2 separate regions of the Danio rerio genome follow, and region 1 is linked to region 2. The links are chromatin contacts, called in public Hi-C maps. All regions are on one chromosome and are shown on one strand. The core of a region is the stretch at or near the end of the contact, and the rest is flanking DNA. Distances in the headings are between cores, read along the strand shown.

Region 1 (7,766 bases), core at 5,016-7,515, 140 kb after region 2:
TGCTGCTTGTTCAAACTTCCTATTTAAAATAAGTTGAAACAATTTTAGAGTTTTTGGGATGACAACTTAAATTGTTACAAAATGATTGAACTGACTTAATTGTTTTGTGTTAAGACGACATGTAGAAATTGTGTGGAACCCAGCATTGTTTACATTGTATGCATGTTCTTGAAAATATTGATAATAAATTAGGTTTAGGGTATACTTTAATTGTTTTATTTAATAATCAAGCACTTAAATCCATTAGAAAGCTTTCAGTCACACAGGTGCATTTGTCTTTGTCATTTTCTTTATTTGTCACTTTCAACAATCCCACACATCAACCCAACCCAAGACAACAGAAACTGAAAGCAAGTTGTAAAATGAATCACTTTAAATAGTCAAATGCAAAATTTGTGGTGTGGTTTTCATCTTCATAAAGGCTTCAATAACTAATGAATGAGGAAATGTCCTGTCTGTAAATGAAAACAACCGCCAGTCGAGGGCAGGTTCACCGACATGCCGAAGATGTGCATGCTAGATTGCATGTTGAAACAGCACAGATCTTCACAGGTGACAGAAACTCTTTCCTTCAGCTCTGCTGCCATCCAGAGGCATACGTGAGTATTTCATGCATATATAAATCCATTTTACAACTGTCCTCTTCTCAGGTTTGCGGATTTGAGTTTAGTAAAGCTGAATATCTGCAGCGCGCACTACTAGAAACAATGACTGAAATCCTGCTCTTCATCTCAGCCACCATTCCTAGCAATGTGCACTGCAGGTCTTACGTCCAGGTAAACATGTATTATGCAACATCTGGAATAAAAATGGCTGTATGAAATTTCATGCACATGTTCCACTTTAAAATAACTTCGTTTTTAATAATAATAATAATTATTATTTTTATTATTAGGTAGATATTATACTTTAACCACTTATCTAAATCTACTTAAATTTATTTCAACATTGCTTAATGTTTTTCAACAATTTCCCAGTGTGTCTTCAAAAATCCTGGCATTATTATTATTATTACATTGAATGTTTGCACTTAAAATGGGTGTCACGGTAAAATGCAACAAATTCGGTATAAAAAGCTAATCATTCACCCTTACAAAAATTAAACACACTTCTTTAATAAAATGATTAATTTAAGCAAGGGAAATTATTTTTTTTAATAAATTAATGACAAATATTACATATTACTAATATAGAGCATATTTATAGCCCATACAAAGTATTTAGAAACTTTCAAAAGGCTATTAAATCTATCAAATCACAATTGTCATTTCAACAGGCTAAATGTTAGTCATTTAAAATGAAAGTCAATAAGACTTAAAGGGATATTTTTTCCCAAAAATGAAAATTCTGTCATTTTCGCACCCTTGTTTCCACACTGTAAAACATTATATAATCAATTAGTCCCGACAGCATATGTTTTTAGTCATTGTAACTTATTAAACTTTTATAATTAATCATGTTAATCATGTTCTAACTTAATTTTATACGTTACAAGCTGTTTTAAGTCAGTTTAACGTAATATCAGTTCAATGGACTCATAAGGTTAATTTAATTCAGCTTAAACCAACCAGAAACATTTTTTTTTTTTACAGTTAAACCTTTGAGATTCATTCTTCTGCCAAATACAAAATAAGATATTTTGAAGAATGCTGAAAACCTATTATTGAATTCCATACCTACCTGTTTCTACTGTGGAAGTCAGTGGTTAGTGAATGTTTTTAGATTTATTAAAAATATATTTAACAGTGTTCAACAGAATAAAGAAACTTACAAAGATTTGAAGCCACTTGAGGGTGAGTAAATAGTGAGCAGCTATTTTGTTGTTGTTGTTGTTGGGTGAACTATCCCTATAATTCAAAGTCCTAAGTTGGTCTATCTATTAATTTTAATACCGGTTCGATTTTATTTTTGCAAGTTATTTATTTATTTATTTATTTTAAATTTCACTTTTCCCCCCAATCTAATTAGAAAGCACTGTCTAACTTAGAAAATAATACTATTTGACATGCATTTATTGGCTTTGACAACCCATTTTGTTTAGTGACAGCCACAAAAATTGAATATGAAGATCAACTTGCTTTTATATGAACGTTACACTAAACTTGACGCGCCATTTTAAAAACGCAACGCACAGATAACCGACGTCAGACAAGTTTAATAATGAAAAACATGAAATGATTAAAAAAAACACCTCACCTGTGAACTTTTAGACAGAGAATATTAAACCGTAAGGGTTTATGTCGTGTTTATTATCACACTCGAACACGTCACTCAAACGGGCTGTCAGTTACCTAAAGGGCTCCCCTCAGCAATGACAATTGCTTACCTGAGAAACGCTGCAACGGTCAAAACCCCCGTCTCGTATCGAAAATTGGAGATGCACACACCTAATACTTAACACTTACAGCCTCCAGACAGCTTTACACCGTACACCTCAACACCTTCTCTTCCGAGAGCGTAAACTGAAGCGTTTAGGTGTGTCGGCGCGCAGGTGTGAGTGCAGCTCTTCAGGCTTTGCTTTAATTCTCGTCGTTTACCCTTTTCGGGCCGATGAGCCTGCGGCACATCTTCAGGAAAAACCGGTACAGGTGGTCACATGAGGGTGTGGTGAGTCAGTGATAATTAAACTCAAACAGGTTGGATATGCGTGTAAAAACTTATTCTGGTGAATAAAAACGACTACCACCGGGCTACCTGAAAATAAGTTCGCTGTGCTGGTTAAGTTGTTTTGGTTTTTCCAAAGAAGGAAACGCGAGTGCTGAAACCCGAAGCTCGAGACGCGAACTCGAGTCAGGCTTACAGCTGAAGCGTGTGTTTTTGGGGCATTTTTAGAGACTTTAATATGCAAATACTGTATATCTATAAGGGAGTCGTTTAGGTTCACATATCAGAATTATTTAATTTTATTTGTTGTCCTCTTGTAGGCCTATAGTGAAGCATAGTTCATTCCAAGCTTAAAGCTAAAGTTGTTTATTTAATGTTAAAATGCCCTCTACCTTTTATCATAATATGCAGAGATTACTATACACTCAAAAAAATGAAGTGTTTTTCATTTATTTAAACAATAGCAAATGTACAATTTAAACATGACATCCAAATGATACAAATGTAAATAACATAAAATATAAATTACATAAAATAAATTAAAAGACAGCTTCAAGATAGAAACCTTTACATGATAACATGAATTAACCTACTCAAATGACAGCAAGTTTAATTAATTTTAGCTTCTTTGCAACTGTATCTTGACATGTCTTGCTATTAATATAGTGGAGTGAGTATATATATAAATAAAAACCTACAATAGAAACCTTTAAACAAGGTTTAGAGTTATTGAATCTACGTTTATGAATATGAAGTTTACCAAATAAAATCAAAAGATTTATTATAAATTCCACAGATAAATTGTTTAAGTCAAAATAAAATATAACATCTTTGGGGGTCAAATCACATCTAAAACCAGATTCTTTTTTTTTTTTTTTGGACACAACGATAGGTCTTCCCAAAACTTTTTTAAATGCTGACAGTCATAAAAAAAATGAACAACGACTCTGGATGATCTAAACAGAATGAGCAATTTCCATCAGTCTGCATGAATTATATAATGTATAATTGCTAACATAAATGATGTGAAGTATTTTTAAATGTAGTTGCCTATGTTTATTATGCAGAAATGAAAAGGAAGCAAACAAGCTTTTTCCCCACACAATATCAAAACAGACATTCAAAAAAAACTTTCAGGCTTTAAGGCTCTGTTTAAAAAAAAAATAATAACAATCTAATAACTTTGTACATTTTTTACTACAAAGTTCTACCCCATAGTACAGGATCAGTTCTATGAGAACTATATGAGGACATATGATTTATCATTAGCATTAGTAAACCAGAAGGAATGACTTTTGTTACAGAGTTATGCTCTTTAAATTTAAAAGGGAATGACCATCTTTCCATAAAATTTTTGTAAGAAAGTAAATCAGCCCAAGTGGTCCTCACTGCAGAGCTACTTGCTAATTGGTTCAAAATATTAGATAAGAAATAAATATTTTTATCTGTCCAATCTTGCACATAGAGAGATTGCTTTATATGGAGAGAACTTGTGCACATAGAACAGCTTTTGCACATTAAGTTGTTCAAACTACTTGTTTAAATCGATCTCTGTCAGGTGACGTCACCCATGTGAACGCTGGGTTGTATTATGGAACATAGCCGCCATTTGTGGGATACCCGCGTTAACATTAGCTGTTATGTGGTTTTAGGGCTTTCGCATTGTAAATACAGTGTTACGTTAAATTCACAACGTTACGTTAAATCACACAAACAAAAAGGTTAAAAATTATAAGGATGACAGATAATAAAAAAAATTCCACTTGGACAGAATGTAACTGAAACTACACAACAGCTAATACAACACAATTCCTAAGTTTTTTTTGGGGGGGGGACAGCTTGATTGTTTCATGTTCAATCCACTTAAATTTGTAAAAACTAATAAGTTAACTTCATTTTTTCATGTTGCCCGAACACAAATTGATTATGTGGAACCCAGCATCTTTTACAGTGTAGCTACAGGTATATATGTTATAATAGGGCCAGACAGAATCTGCTGATTTTTTTCAGCTGTTTTTGCACAGAATTTTGTAAAAAAATAAAATAAAATAAATCTTTGGATTTATGCGGAATAATTGATTTTGGGAGGATCCTAACTAAACATAGTACATTAAATAAAAATTTGGTCTGAGCGATTAATCGAATAGCAATCGTGATTTGAAACATTGCAATTAGCTAATCACAAGAGGCTGCAATATGAAATTTATATGTATTATATAATTTCTGCCACCCAGAGCAAATGTGTGACTGCCGTTTGTGTGTGACAGTCTTACTAGCCAATTAAGTGGACTCACTTTTGTTTTGATCAATCAGAATTGTGCAGCCGAACTATACGGAATGCCCACAATTAAAACAGACAGGAAGTCGCAGACAACTAGACTGATGGCGTCTGCTGCTTCAGAAGCATTAACAGACAAATTCATATCAAAGAAAAAACAGCATTAGTAATATGGGAATATTTTTGTTTTAAAGTTACAGACACCTAATAAAAACAGGTAATTTGTAAGAGCTGTCGCAGAATTGTTGCAACATTATGAGGAAATACAAAAACCAGCACCTTAAAAGCATCACAGGCATCATGTGATAACTAACGCTATAACTGCTATATTGCTCTTGTAGAAAAAGTAGTGCTGAAGCCTGACTACAAAATTAAATCGCAAATTAAATCGAAACTGAAATATCTGTCAAAAAAATTGCAATTAGATATTTTCTCCAATTCGTATTTAATATTTACAGTGCAAATCTAATTAGATCCACTTATACATTGTTAAACAAAGCAAGTCTCTCATAAATAGATCTCCAAAAAGACAGAAAATATTCGTTTATAAAGTGTTTTGTAAATAAATCATTTCAACATTTTCCTGTTAGTCAATAATATTACTGACTAATTTAAAAACTGAATAAAATTAAATTTACACATATTTACACATAACAAAATAAATAAATTCAATGATGGGCTAAAAATCTGCGGATTTCTGAGCACGCAGATTCCATGTGGGCCTAGTTATAAGCAATTTGTTGTTGAACTTTCTTAAAAAGTCAAATCTGTGGCTCTCATTCTGTGCAGCGAGTATAGTATATCAGAAGTAGTATATTTGATGTGTTTGTTTGTCATTTGAGAGTTAATTTCTCAAAAAAAAAATGTTTTATGTCCTATTCAAGTCATGCTCAAGAGCCAGTATTATCCAATATTGCTTGATGACTAATATGAAGATAAATCTAAGTGAGCCAGTTTTTTTTTTTTTTTTTTTTTTTTTTGAGCAATTTATTAGAAAAATGTAAAATGAGTGTTGTTCATGCTCTGGAGTTGCCAACCTAGGTTTTATTTTAAGTATTGCTATGTTAAAGGGCCACTTAAAAACACTTAAAACTGCAGTGTGTATTATTTATTTATTTATTTATTTATTTATTTATTTATTTATAGTTTAACATGTATTGCAACTGCCTGATTGACCATTGGTGCATATTTTATAGTAAGTTATAATTAAAAGGTTAATATGCAGAATATATATCTGTAGAGTCTGATCTGTGGAGTCTAATTAAATAATGTATATGTTGTAGTTTTCTTGTTTTTTGTTTTGACCATAATGTGCAGTGAATATATGTGAGCACATTGCAGGCAAGCTTTCCATAAAAGTCATATGTGGTTAACATGAGTCATACTTAAAGTAAAAACGTGTGTGTGTGTGTGTGTCTGTGTGCGTGTTTTAACTTTTAAATGCATTCAAATGCCTAATATGCATTTATCTCTACAAATGAGCAATTTGGTGTGTCAAACTTGCTTTGCAAAAACTATGGTGCAACTGCATTCCCAGTTGCAGCTAAAAGTTTGTAATTTCTGACATTTGTAGGTCGTTTCAGTCTGATTTGTGTAATTAAGTGCAAGTATGTTAGAACTTCTCCCTCATAATCGCTCCACACATGAATGGGGTAAGTCTGTGTGTATGGTTTAAAAAGAGTGAAAGCCACATACAGTACATTCCCATAGTAATGTGTCGTTGGGCCTGAGGCTTTCTCTGCAGGAATGACATCTGACAGGTTTGAGAGCGGCTGTCCTGGGGCGCAAATACCCAGAGTTTGACTTGAACATCTAATTGATGTTTGAGGATTATGCTGGTTATGTTTTATAATATTAGTAGTAGCTATTAAAAATTAGTAAAAAAAATATTACGATTGATAAGTTGGTCTTTGATTACAGTACTGTTGAGTACTTTAATATTGAAAAGTCAGAAAACTTAGTATGTTATAATATAGTGTTTAAGGTATAAGTAAAATGTTGGATTTAAATGTACAGTGCATCTGAATAGTGTTCATAGCGCTTCACTTTTTCCACATTTGTTTATGTTACAGCCTTATTCCAAAATGGATTAAATTGATTTATTTCCTCAATTCTACACACAATATCCCATAATGACATTGTGAAAAAAGAGTTTCTGTTGCAAATGTATTAAACATAAAAAACCTGAAAAATCACATGTACAGAATTATTCACAGCATTTGCCCAATACTTTGTTGATGCACCTTTGGCAGCATTTACAGCCTCAAGTCTTTTTGAATTTGATGCCACAAGCTTGTCATTGGGACTTTTTGCCCAGTCCTCTTTGCAGTACCTCTCAAGCTCTATCAGGTTGGATGGGAATTGACGGTGTACAGCCATTTTCAGATCTCTCCAGATTTCGATAGAATTTAGGTTTGGGCTCTGGCTGGGCCACTCAAGGACATTCGCCAAGTTGTTGTGAAGCCACTCCATTGAAATTTTGGTGGTGCTTTGAGTCATTGTCCTTGTGCCTCGAGACAATCCTGTCTCAGAGTTATACAGACAATTCCTTTGTCTTCATGCTTGATTTGTGCATTGACATGCACTGTCAACCCTGGGCCCTTATAGACAGGTGTATGCCTTTTCAAATCATGTCCAATCAACTGAATTTACCTCAGGTGAACTCGTTAAGCTGCTGAAACATCTCAAACATGATCAGTGCAAACAGAGTGTACCTGAGCTCAATTTAGAGCTTCACAGCAAAGGCTGTGAATACTCATGTACATGTGATTTTTCAGTTTTTTTTTTAATTTTTAATGAATTTGCAACAATTTAAAAAAATCTTTTTTTCACATGGTCATTATTGGGTCTTGTATGTAGAATGTTGAGGAAATAAATGAATTAA
Region 2 (7,154 bases), core at 3,330-5,829:
TCAAATTATGAAAGTTATTAATATTTCAAACTGAATGATGCAATAATAGATGTTAAGCTGCATTTCTGCAATGCTTTTGCATATGGACACCTCAAATCAGCGAGGGAGAAAGGGAAGTTTGTTGTCATTTTCTTTGGGTTTTTGTTTTAGCAGGAAAGTTAGGATTATTTCCCTGTAAGTTAGTTCTCTTTTTGTTTATTATTTTGGCCTGGATTACCTTCTGAAGAAATGTTTCCAAGATCTTTAGTTTTGAAAATAACCATTGTTATTCCTTGCTGAATATCTGTTGTGGTCATAGTAGGCTGAGACAGAAGAGAAAACCCCTAAATGTATTATTTCAAATTTTAATTTCTCTTTTTGTTATTGTATCCGCCTACCCTTGACTGGTCGGGACGTAACACATCCCACATCTGTTAGTGAGCAACGCCACCTATTGGTCAATATTATAGCAATTTCATAACATGTTTCTAAAGTTGTCTAACTTTTTTTCCTAGATGAAGGGTCTTGCTCTCAGTAACTCTGAAGTAATTCGACAAGTTCACAACGGCTTCGCCAGGTAGTTTTTTCACTTTTATAAAACCTTTTTCCTTTTTTTTTAACCAGATTTTAGATGCCATTTATAATGCTTTTGCATTTTTTTTTATGTGAAGACAGCAGATGTTCGAGTTTGATGCTAAATCAACGGCTAAGGAAGAGGATGCTTTTCATTTTGTGAGCTATGTTCCAGTTAATGGACGACTGTATGAGTTGGACGGACTTCGTGAAGGACCAATAGATTTGGGTAGATTTGAAAAAGAGATTGAATAATTTTGTAGTTTGTATTATTATTATTATTATTATTATCACTATTATTATTGTTTTTAAAAAATGCTGGTCACATTGCCAGGTGTATGTAACCAGGATGACTGGATCAGTGCTGTACGGCCTGTCATTGAGAAACGAATACAGAAGTAAGCATGATTTATTTCGAGTCAATCTTGGAAAGATCAGTTTTATTTAATTAATACTCATTCTAACTATACTAACTTCAGATACAGTGAGGGAGAGATTCGATTCAACTTGATGGCCATCGTTTCTGACCGTAAGATGATTTATGAAAAGAAGATTGTTGAACTGCAGGCTCAGCTCACAGAAGTAAGACCTTCTGAATGTGTCAGATATATTGTGTGTGACAGAATTAGGAAGGATGCTTAAAGACATTACTGGTGTTTACAGGAAGAGCCGATGGACACAGATCAGAGTGGAAATCATCTGAGCTCCATCCAGTCTGAGATCGCCAAGTATCAGCTCCTCATTGAAGAGGAGAACCAAAAACTTAAAAGATACAAGGTATGAACATGGATCTTTTCTCACTGAAGGTCTTTGTTCACTGAAGTTTGAAATTTTCATTTATTTTTTTTTCATATTCATATCTGAAAATGTGCCATGCACACGAACCTTGTGCACCAGTCCAATGCATATTATTAATTCATTCTGATAACTGCCAAACATTTTGAGTCATTTCAAGCAATGATACTTTATTCTCCTGTCTTCTTCAAGGAAGAAAAAGAAAGAGGAATATGCTGCATATTGTGTTCATTCAATGCTTCATAGAGAGGCAGGGGAGTTCAGCTCAGTATCAAAGAGCTGCGCTTGACCATCCTTAAATGCAAAAAAGTTTATTATGGCAAATGACACATTCTGTCTTATATTTTGCATAGTGTTTGTCATAAACTTATTTATGGCTCAAGTGACGGTATTTTGTATTTTGCCTTTCGTTTGTACAGTGGCTCTGAACTGTCAAAACACCTCAAAGCGCTTTTTCAAGTGCCAAAAATGAAAAAAAAAAAAAAAACCCAGTTGATTTTTTTTTTTTTATGACAGACAAAAGTTTTTAAAACAGTGTGTCAACACGATTCATACAATATAAGGTCGAATTAATTTTTAACTTAATACGGATGAACATTTACAGCCCGCCGTCTTCCTTCCTCCGGCCTGCAACTGATGTCAAAAATATAACCGAGATTTGGCCCACCAAAACAGATATTTTTGAACCACCACCTTTGTTGTGCAGTCGTGTCTAGCTACTTGTGGTTTTGACCCGCCACCTAGTCGACATTTTAAGTACTGCGTTCAGTTTAGTTTTACTTTCATTTTCTCTTAGTGTACAGCCAAGAGTAAAGCCTGATTTATACTTCTGCGTCGAGTGATCGGATGCATGCCCTGCGCGTTGTTGTGCATTTATACTTCTGCATGCTGTTTGTGTTGCTCTGCACACTTCCCAAACGCTAGCTGGCAGTGAGGTTTTTATATTTTTGAGTTTCTTCACTGGTGTTTGTTTTTTCTGAATTCTACCTGATTGTAGAAGTAGCCCAAACTCGCTCATTTGCAGGAGGGAATCAGAGGATGTGCAACAACTTTAATCATAATATAAACACAAAGCAAAACTTTCCATCTGGAGCTCCTTCACGGGACTCGACGCTTGAAAACACTCTCTCCAACGGGTTCGCATGGTTCTCAGTACTGCCCACTTATATCAGTGCTACCAAGCCGACCGATCACAGAGCTTGCGCTACGCATTTTTGTAATGTGCAGTTACATTTTTTGAGAGGTGCGCGTCAGCCACAGCGAGGGCTATGCGTCCGCACAGCTCTAGTTTTGTAAATATTCAAGGGTGGTTTGATTGTTATCAGTTTCATACCACTTCTTTGTGGCTTATACATTATGCTGGTGGTGTAACGAATATAGTTTTGCCAATATTTGATTCAGATGATCTCATACAGTAGATTTTCCTCATTTGCTTATTAAGATTTGCATATAAACTATGTACATTAGTTAAATTGTTCTGCTAGTTGAATTGAACTTATTAAAGTAAATGTGAATATATTCATACTTTTCTCCTCATTGTTGTAGTTTTCTAATAAAGAAAGATATTGAGAAGAACAGTTGCCCAGAAAGTCACTTATGTTACCCAAACTGCTTTCTGCTGTTCTTACACTATTGGGACAATACAATTGGTTGGGACAGAATAATAATAGTTATGTCAATTAGTTGTAGTATTTTCATAGCAATTTAAGCTACCTCTTCAATATGTACAACAAGACACAAGAAGCTAAAGTTTTTGACTGCATATATTCTGTGAAAGAATGACTGAGTGTGTTTAACTATCGGACATACACACAACCACAGATGCATTTTACAGCTATGTGACGTGATAAACGTGCAGTTTTGCATTAATACTAGTGGAAGGTGATGCTTGAAATATAAACCTCATGTCTGTTGTCCTAAGATGCATCAATTCTGTCAGGTTTCCACTTATTTTGTGCTTGAATGTTAAAATAGTCCTCCTATAAATTGTCAGTCACTGAAATGGCCCCCCACCAATTTAAGTTTGAGACCCTTGCTTTATAAGGAGCTAATAGCTTTTGAAGATTTATATTATTATACATGTTATTATTATTATTAGTAGTAGTAGTAGTGGTAGTAGAAGTAGCATTATTATTATTACTAGTATTATTAGTAGTAGTAGTAGCAGCAGCAGCAATAGCAATATGTTAACATATATTATTATTTTCCTCTATTGTAATTTAAGTATATGTAACTACATTTTTGTTTGTTGGTATTAGTATTATTGTTATTACTATTATTGTCATTGCTCCTTTAAGATCTATTTTAATGTCTAAATTCTGTTGCAGTACTAATATTTTGAGTTGAGCTTTTGATTTTAACTTAAGTTATTTTTATGTGCATTTGTTGTATTTGTTAATTTTTTGTGCTTGATTTATTGTTTTTAGCTTATTTAAGTATTAACATGATATTTCTCATTTTTATTTATTTTATTTATTCATTGTTAATTGGTTTATTATTGTTTTTAGCTTGCCATTTGAAAAGCAAATCAATAAATTTTTAAAATAATAAATAATATAAAATAATTCAAAATATTAATTATTTGCATTATAAAATATGAAATAAAGAATATATTGTTATTAGTACTAATAGCAGTTGTAGTAGTACATTAGTTATAATGAGTACTAAGAAATGCTTGGTGTGCAATATATTCAATCAATATTTTTTTCAATAGTTCATTTATACTAATATTTAATTTTCAAATCAATTTTATTGTTACCATAAACAGTTTATAATACTAACAACAATACTTTTACTAATTTGAAAAGTTAAACACAGTATCATATAAAATATTAGATTTTCTCTAGTCATCATATAAATTATCCAATATTATCACTGTTATTAATAGTATTAGTTGTTGTCGTAGTACAGAAAATACTAAATACAAATATTTATGTATTTATTTATTTTTTTTAAAGGTTGAGAACATCAGAAGGAAGCACAACTACCTACCCTTTATTATGGAGCTCCTGAAGACTTTGGCTGAATATCAGCAGCTGATCCCACTGGTGGAAAAGGTAAATAATCAGATAAGTGTGCAGGATTTTCTCACACCACTAGAGGGCGGTGCTGTTGCTTTTTTATTCTATATATATATATTTTTTTTACTACTCCAGCCTTTGAGCTTGCAGTGTTTACTCATTTGTTAATTCCATTGCATTGAAAGCTTGTGTAACCTCAAAATGTAACAGCATGTTTGCATCCATTCACACAGCGCAACGCCTTTTTCATGACAATGTAGTATTCAAATTCCCAGTTCTAGGAATTGTATATTTAGTCTAGAAAGATGAATAAAAAAAGTCTTTGTCCTTTTATTTTACAGGCAAAGGAAAAACAAAGTGCCAAGAAAATACAGGAAGCAAAGTAAAGCCACATCGTTAGAGCCGGTTTAATTTTATGCCACGGATTCGCTTGGTGTTTTACATCCCATAAAAGGAGCAGCAGGAAGTGAAGTTGAGCCTTGTCATTTCCTTCATGTCTGTGTATGCATGCGAAGAGATGTTAAAATAATGTCGTATTTTCATATAAACCTCATTTGTTCAGTAATAGTGTTTCATGTTTTCTTTAATTTCCTATTCGCACGAGTCTTACTGTAAAATACTGTACATTAAAGCACTGATCTATTATTATTGTTTGATAATGAGCAGAATTAGAATGGTTATAATTAAATGATATACCTGTCAAAAGCCTTTTGGATTATATGATGTGTCATTAAGCAGCATTAATAACACATGGAAAACCTCTGTGTCTGTTAAGCAGCTGTTTTTAAGGAACTGAGTTGCTTTAAATGGCAGTTTCATGTTTCTCTTGTTTGTAAATAGAGCTGATTTTTTTCGTCTTGGTGTTTCTGGAATGTTTAATTCAGGAGTGTGACGCAGACTTGCATGGGCAGACAGGCTGCGGTCAAGCTTGACACAAACCTAGTAATCATGAAACTGCCTTTATTTCCATGTGCTGTTCTGTTCCTCGAATATTTTACTGCCTAAACATTGTTTTCTCAGAGAATTGTCTGTGATGCAAAAACTGGTTTTTGAGGTGTAAATATTTGGACATTTAAAGATAGAAACATATACATGCGTTTTGTTTTTCTATTAACAGTAATGGGTGCAAATGTCCAGCTTTACACATGTGTATCCAAGTTGACTGACAAAATTGTTTCATTATAAAAGTAGACACAAGTCACACTGAGGGGGAAAATTGACATTAATCAGAAACAACTTGGAGCTTCTTACTCAGACACTGTAGCGCCACCTATTGGTCAAAATCGGTGTGTTCCAAAAATTGTGCGCTAGTGATGCGCAGATCAGCTGAAATGACACCCGAATCCGCGGCTTCATACTAATCATCCACCCGCCCACACATATAGTTTTATCTGATATATATCTCCGCACCTGATCGTCACTTTAATAATTTAATTCTTTGTTTTAGGCATGATGATTGGCCACCATGGACATTAAGAGATGTGCAGATTAGCTCACTGAATCTGCTGTTAAAGTAAAATAATACTTTAATCGTAAACGGAAACAACGGAACTAGACAACAAAAAGGGTGCCACTTCAGCCTAAATGGCAGCTATGTTATGTTTACTTGGCCTTTTTCTTCGCACTGTGCAAAAACAGAATAACATCTACTGTGCCTGGATTCGGGCGATTCCGCCTTGCCTCCCAAACGCGGCTAGCTGCACTGAATGAGCCTTCGCTCGCACCCCGTGTTGTAGGAATGAACAACATTCTGCTCGCATTGCACTGCAGTCGAGAAAATAAGCAATCTTGTTTGTTCCAGAACGATAGCAGATTTTCCTCTGATGACTCCTCTACCTGAAACTTTGAACAGTAGGCTACTCTTGCACTTCATCCATTATTATTGGGCGTCTCATATCTTCCCGTTCTGCAAAGTCCACTCTCTGCTTTTTCGCTGGTCGACTGCCTTGTCCCGCTACATCCACCCGTAACCGACTCACAATTAATCATAATGTATTTTTTTATTACCCGACCCACCCCCACGAATTATCCGCAGCGCCTGTCGATATAACCGCCATCCGTGCATCACTAGTGTGCACACATAGACTCTTCAGCCCCCTATGATCTTTTGCGCTGGAAACTTGAAAGGACTCCTCCCTATGCCCTAATCCTCTCAAAGCTGTCACTCTGCAGAGTAAACCCTTAGAGGAAATTAGGGCATTGGGATGAGCCATTAAGAAAGGAATGGAGTGTCTTTAGTACAAAATCATCTACTCTGTGGCAGTGCCACTGTGTAGTCAAACATTATATAGGATATTTAGCAAAACCCCAATCACTTTAGCATTTGTTATAGTTTTCTTGTAATTCTAATTATGGCATAATCAGCCAAACATACTGTTCATCATTTAGGTTTTGTTTAATTACCCGCTTTAACAACATGGACTTAATTCAGGCCAAGACGGCAAGAAAAAATCTATTCAAGTTATGTAAAATGGTTATCATTTTAATATTAACATCAGCGGTTTTGCATCTGAGCATTGGTGTAAATCACCGAATTACAAATAATCAGATTACTGTAATTGAGTAGTTTTCTCAGAAGTTGTCATTTACTGTCATTTTAAAAATTACTTCTTTTACTTTCTCTTGATTTTAGTGCTGTATCTATACATTTACTCCACTACTTTTCTTCAACCTGCAGTCCCTACTTTATTTTTTCTTTTTTATGGGGATTAGAAAACGTCAAACCTAAAATATCAACGTCTAAATATGTAAAAGTGACGTTGTGTGGACATTACCACTATGATGACT

The links. A called contact is a pair of places that touch in the nucleus more often than the background predicts.
Region 1: a contact with region 2 is called in a Hi-C map of embryo, with 2.2 times the contacts expected there. The contact joins two enhancer-like sites. A contact is called at or near these places in 4 of 18 Hi-C or Micro-C datasets (caudal fin, embryo, hematopoietic stem cells and 1 more).

Annotation. Positions count from the first base shown.
Region 1 is chr22:24,186,961-24,194,726 of GRCz12tu, forward strand. mir725 (microRNA 725) reads right to left here and starts at 763; the gene lies at 684-763. It overlaps LOC137488936 (a long non-coding RNA gene), which reads right to left and starts at 2,505. Exons shown (of 2, transcript XR_011008235.2): 1 at 2,327-2,505; 2 at 271-798. Within about 2 kb of position 6,266, at least 4 of the 62 cell types and tissues checked have an H3K27ac peak or open chromatin away from gene starts, as enhancers often do. A contact at or near this core is called in caudal fin, where this site is marked.
Region 2 is chr22:24,050,237-24,057,390 of GRCz12tu, forward strand. It overlaps uchl5 (ubiquitin carboxyl-terminal hydrolase L5), which reads left to right. Exons shown (of 11, transcript NM_213084.1): 5 at 495-556; 6 at 651-781; 7 at 887-950; 8 at 1,032-1,134; 9 at 1,216-1,329; 10 at 4,305-4,403; 11 at 4,709-5,075. The coding sequence ends at 4,753. Among named protein-coding and RNA genes, the nearest start is that of uchl5, 11 kb to the left of the region's middle. Within about 2 kb of position 4,580, at least 4 of the 62 cell types and tissues checked have an H3K27ac peak or open chromatin away from gene starts, as enhancers often do. A contact at or near this core is called in caudal fin, where this site is marked.